Linked DNA regions of Anas platyrhynchos: region 2 is linked to region 1. Evidence: chromatin contacts called from public Hi-C data. All regions are on one chromosome and are shown on one strand. The core of a region is the stretch at or near the end of the contact, and the rest is flanking DNA. Distances in the headings are between cores, read along the strand shown.

Region 1 (2,584 bases), core at 34-2,533:
CCTTTGGGAACATAAAACATCATTGTGCCGCGGTGCTAGCTCCACATCAGTAACACGTTTCCTGGCTCCTGCTTAATTCTCTCTCATCTCCAGGCCCCCTGTGGTCATTCTCATGTTTCTGTAGGTCTTTGAAACCTTCTGTAGTCCTCAAATAATTCATGCCACCTTCCAGCCTCAGAGTTTTCATCCGAGTGTCCCAATATCAAGCTAAGATGAGAGAAGTTCAGTGTCACAAAGGCAAAGACAATGCTTTGTGTGGCGTGCAGGGCCCTGCGCTGGGGAATGGCGCTGAGAGATGCTGCTGGCTGGTGGCACTGGTTTTACTCGTGCTGCCCCTCACAGGAGGCTGCTCCAGCTCTTCTGGGCTCTGGAGATGTTCCTCTTGTTTCCAGCACCGAGACCTCAGCACCATGCACAGTGTCGGCCTGAGGTTTCCTCAGGCCCTAGCAGAGCTCACAGCCCCGCTGCCGTCACCCAGCAGGGTCTCCCAAAAAGCAGCGTGTTTGCTTGATTAAGGGAACTGGAGAAGGCACGAGGAGCCACGTAATTTGTCTAGTGGAAACCAGGAATGGCAGGAATTTTTACTAATTTGCGTGGCTGGCTTTGGCCTTAGATGAGATGGTACAAACCCATTACAGGAGACAAAGCAAAGAGCTGTGTGCGCAGAGGAAAATTGAGGATTTCTGGGATCCAAAGCTTAAAGATCGTGTTTGTGAATGCAGGGCCCAAGCGTTGGCTGTGATGTATTAAAGGTGCTGTGTAAATGCGAACGCCTCAGGCTCTCAGCTTGTTTTGTCCCTTCCCGTACCTACAGGGGGCAACACGAAAGCTGGGGAGGGACTCTTTGTTGGGGAGTGCCAGGACAAAGGGGAACGGCTTTAAGCTGAAAGCGGGCAGGTTTAGATTAGACATTAAGGAAGAAATTCTTCCCTCAGAGGGCGGTGAGGCCCTGGCCCAGGCTGCCCAGAGGAGCTGTGGGAGCCCCATGCCTGGAGACCAGGCTGGGTGGGGCTGGGGGCAGCCTGGGCTGGTGGGGTGGAAATAGAAATAAAGAAGAAAAGAAATAAAGGAGGGGAGAAATAAAGGAGAAGAGAAATAAATTAGACATAAGAAAGGAAAAAATAAATAAATAAGGGAAAAAAAAGGGGGAAGAAGGATAAAAGAAGGGGAAAAACGGGGGAAAAAGGAAGGAGAAAAAAAAAAAAAAAGGAAAAGGGACAGCAGCAGGCAGGGGGAGGCCGCGGGCGGCAGAGGGGCGGCAGAGCCCCCGCCCCCCGTCCCGCCCCGTCCCCCCGCCCGGCCCGGCCCGGCCCGGCCCGGCCCTTTCTGTCCCCTCCGCCGCCCCGTACGGCCGCTGGCGGCTCGGTGCGGCGGGGCGCGGCACCGGGAGGCACGGCACGGAGCGGCACCGGCACCGGGAGCGGGAGCGGGAGGCACGGGGCGGGCAGCATGGCCGAGATCGGCATCGACCAGTCCAAGCTGCCCGGCGTCAAGGAAGGTAGGGCCGGGGCGAGCCCCTTGTGCCGCCGGGGGGAGCTCCGGGGACACCGGGGGGACACCGGGGGGGGCACTGGGGACACTGGGGGGGCACCGGGGGGCACTTGCAGCCCACCCCCGGTCGCCCACCCTCTGTCAGGGCTGGGGTTGGTTCTGTGACCCGTCCCCATGCAGCCCGTGCTCCCCAACGTGTTTCCCTTGCTGCTCGTTTAATCGTTCTTAATTTCATTTTAACCAAATCAGCCCGAATTTGGCTCTTTTGGCTGGTCGGGAGCTGGGGGTGTGTGTTAGTGCAGAGAGCTGACCCCTCGCGTGCCGCGGTGCTTGTGGACAAAACCCCACAGCCGCCTGCTGAACTTTCAGGGCTGAGCCTTGGTCCCGTTGGGTCGTTAGCGAAATTGTTAATGGGCACTAATGAAATCACAGCCGGTCCTCTCGGTGCTGCCAGGGGCTCATCCTTAGAGCCCGCCCGGCGTGGTTCCTCGAGGAAATTAACCCGGTCAACCTCAGCAGCGGGCTGATAAGGTTGAGTTATCGGGGCAGCTCAGCGAAAGCGTGGCGATGGGGTGAAGTTCAGCCCGTCCCTGTGAATTCCCACCTCTGGCATTTCAGGAGGTGTCGGTACCCGATAGCTCTTGGCTCAACGCGCTGGCCCCAGCAGCTCTGGGGACAAGGTAGGTGAGGCCCGAGCTGCTCTGTGCAAAGCCTCGGGCATGTTTCCTGCTCCTAGCTCCATCATACCCATTTGTTTTTGTTGTTTTAAGGGTTGATTCAGAGCTATGCCGTGGATTAGGTGCTGTGTTAACACCAAGCAGGAAAGAAAAGCATCGCCTTCCGTACCTGGGGGGACACGTTTATTGTTCCTGACACAGAAATCACTGTTGATCCTTCGGGAAAGACTTCCCCTTTCTCCGTGTTGGGCAAAGGTCGGCTTGGTCATTCATTAACAGCTGAGCACGGTCCTGCTGCGGTGGTGTGGTTCCAGTACTTTGTTCTTCACTCGCTCCCCTTCTGGAGGGGGGTGTCTGTCTGTCTGTCCACGTCCAGCTTTCCTCACTGGTGCCTGGGACGGCTGCACGACAGTGTC
Region 2 (2,584 bases), core at 35-2,534, 34 kb after region 1:
CACTCTCCTAAAGGTAGGAACAAGTCCACAGCTGGCCTAACACGTGGGTTATTGTGGATTGTTTTCCTCGCGTAGCCAGCCTGAAGGACAGGGTGTTTGAAAGAGGAATAGTCATAGAGGAGGAATGGATGTTATTGCCCCAACAGGCAGGAGATGCTACTCAGTGAGTTCTGCATGCTGAGCACGTTGCTGGCTGAGAGAGGGAAAAGCTGAACTGGTTTGCCTCGAGTTTGTCAAAGTGCTCTCTGCTTGTCCTGGGTGATCTCTTAATGATGAATGACTGTGAATCCAGGCAGCAAATGAAGGAGAAATAACATGAAGACAATGATGTGATGAGTTTTAGGTGACTCACTAATATCAAATGATCCAATACATGACAAAAAAAGCCTCAGAGTATCTCCTGTCTGGCATGTGGATGGGATGATCGTACAGAAGCTTGTTCTGAGAACAGGCTCGTTTTATTCCTGTAGCATCTCAGCACTGCTTTGTTGGCTTGTTTCCTGAAATAATTTGGCACCGGAGCAGTGAGGGATCGTCCTCCCCCCAGTTCTTGAAATCTGTGTGCCACTTGTCTGAGTTATCTTTAGAGGCTCTGAGGAAGAAAGGTGCAGCCAGAGGTAGACTCAGATTTTTTCCAACTCCACTGATTGTAACTTAAATGTGGACAGTTTCCTTGCCAAAATTTAAAGTTTTGGATGCTTTTGTGTTCTGCATTCATCAAAAGAGCTGGAAAGTTGATGGCAGTTTATATAGTCTGTAAGCCCGGTGATCCTTCTGTTTTCTTTAGTGAGGCTGTGAAATGTGACTGTGGTGCCATTCACAGCCTGTGAGAAATGGGTGTCTTGTGGATCTATCCTTCCCTTTGCTGGAGTAAAGTAATGTACAGTTCCCTCTTTGACATCAGAGATCCAAGAGGGCAGTACAAGTAAGATGACTGCAGGTAGTATTTTCTTTACCAGGACCTGTCCTTACAGCCTGTTTCTGCTTTCTGTTTTGCTTTCCAGGTTCCCGTAGGAAGCAGTAAACTGTGCTAGCCTTCGCTTTGGTACTGACTCTTCTGTAGCAAACATTACTGGAATTGCCAGGCAACTTTCTCAATTCCTTACCCTATGGGGGGTCCACCTTCCACTCCCAGGATCTCCTTTTTAAGTGTCATCGTATTAATAAGGAACACTTGTTCGTTTCAATTTCTTACTCATATGTGATCACTTAAGCAGTGCAGTACAATCTAGCCGCCACTGAGCTGTGTGAATCAGCTAGCTGATTTAACAGCTCCCTCTTATTCCTTTGAGGCTTTCATTTATTTTTAAACTTTGGCTGGAGTTTTGACAAATAGGACGAGTAGAGATGCACATACAAAAGGGAGAAAAATCCAACATATGAGCTGGGTTATGGCAACGCAGCAGAACATCTCAAGTCCAAGTTCTTTCCATATTAGGATGACTGAGCAAAGAGTTGTTAAAGGGAATGTGTGCTGCTTCTGCTGCTGGATAAGAGAGCTGAGCCAATCTGACAGTCACAGTAGCTTGCAGGAAGGAGAGAATGTCCTCACAGCGTGTGCCATCCAAAGCTAGAACCTGGGACTGGTGCGGAAGAAATTGCCTCTAGAACAAAACTTCTTAACTGCTGTGTTTCTTTCTAGGGTTTCCAGCAATTTGGTTAGGGCGCGTAACCACGCATTTAGCTCCAGGGTATCGGATAGGACAGTTAAGAGGAAGAACTACTTCAACTGAAATTAGATCTTGTGTGCATGACTTTTAAGGCATGCCAGGGAGTTGATGAAGCTGGGAGTTGTGGATTGGGAATAATCACGCAAGCATATTTCAGTGCCTGCGGGGATCTCTGTGGTCACCTGCTTTGAGCTTCCAGGTGGTACAAGCTAAGGAATTTCACTGAAGCTACAGGGGAGCTACTGTACCTCCTATCTCAGCTGCTGATGCACTTGAGCACAGTAACTTATGTCAGAACATGAGTGTGTCCTGTAAACGTAGGATTGAAGGAGGGCCGTATGGGCATAGAGCATGGAATCCAAAAGCTACTGTTAAAAGCAGCTTTGAGGTAGAGACAGAGTGCCAAACAGTCTGCAAAATGTCTCTGCTAACTGCTTCTTCTCTGCACTGCTCTGTCCAGCACCCCAGGCAGGCTCCAGTCAGGTTGAAACTATTGCTCTCCAGGGTACAGCAGTGTATCCAAGTTTAAGTTCTCTGTACACGTTTGCCCATGCACTGCTTTTTTCCTTTATTTTTTCCCCTTTTGATGGCTTGTTTTCCCTCCACTCTTTGAAAATCATTCTGCTCTTGCAGTAACAAGTAGCCTTTTTCCCTTTGCCTTCTGTCATTCCAATTCTTTTGTCTTGCTAACCTTTTTTTTTTTTCCCATGTATTTCCAAGTGCATTTTTAAACTGCAAGGCTGAGTAGCTGGACACTGGCTTGGAGTCTGCCCAGGCAGTACAGGTTAGTTATTCCCTTGGCAGTCTCACTCATGGCAGCAGAGCCTCCTGCGGTGCTCCTGGTGCCCCTGCAGCCCTGCTCCCTTGCAGCCCAGCACAGAGGCTGTCCTGCTGTGCTCTGCTGCTGCTGCTGG

What was found. Hi-C and Micro-C count contacts between places; a contact is called where the count stands out from the background.
Region 2: a contact with region 1 is called in a Hi-C map of liver, with 4 times the contacts expected there. The contact joins the enhancer-like site here to the promoter of CCDC50 in region 1. A contact is called at or near these places in 5 of 8 Hi-C or Micro-C datasets (F1 follicle, liver, skeletal muscle and 1 more).

What each region holds. Positions count from the first base shown.
Region 1 is chr9:11,742,459-11,745,042 of IASCAAS_PekinDuck_T2T, forward strand. CCDC50 (coiled-coil domain containing 50) reads left to right here and starts at 1,284. Exons shown (of 12, transcript XM_027463903.3): 1 at 1,284-1,498. The coding sequence starts at 1,450.
Region 2 is chr9:11,776,862-11,779,445 of IASCAAS_PekinDuck_T2T, forward strand. CCDC50 (coiled-coil domain containing 50) reads left to right here. Exons shown (of 12, transcript XM_027463903.3): 11 at 1-13; 12 at 1,005-2,584. The coding sequence ends at 1,024. LOC106020057 (a long non-coding RNA gene) reads right to left here. Exons shown (of 2, transcript XR_003499023.3): 2 at 2,310-2,584. Among named protein-coding and RNA genes, the nearest start is that of CCDC50, 34 kb to the left of the region's middle. Within about 2 kb of position 1,285, at least 1 of the 8 cell types and tissues checked has an H3K27ac peak or open chromatin away from gene starts, as enhancers often do. A contact at or near this core is called in subcutaneous adipose tissue, where this site is marked.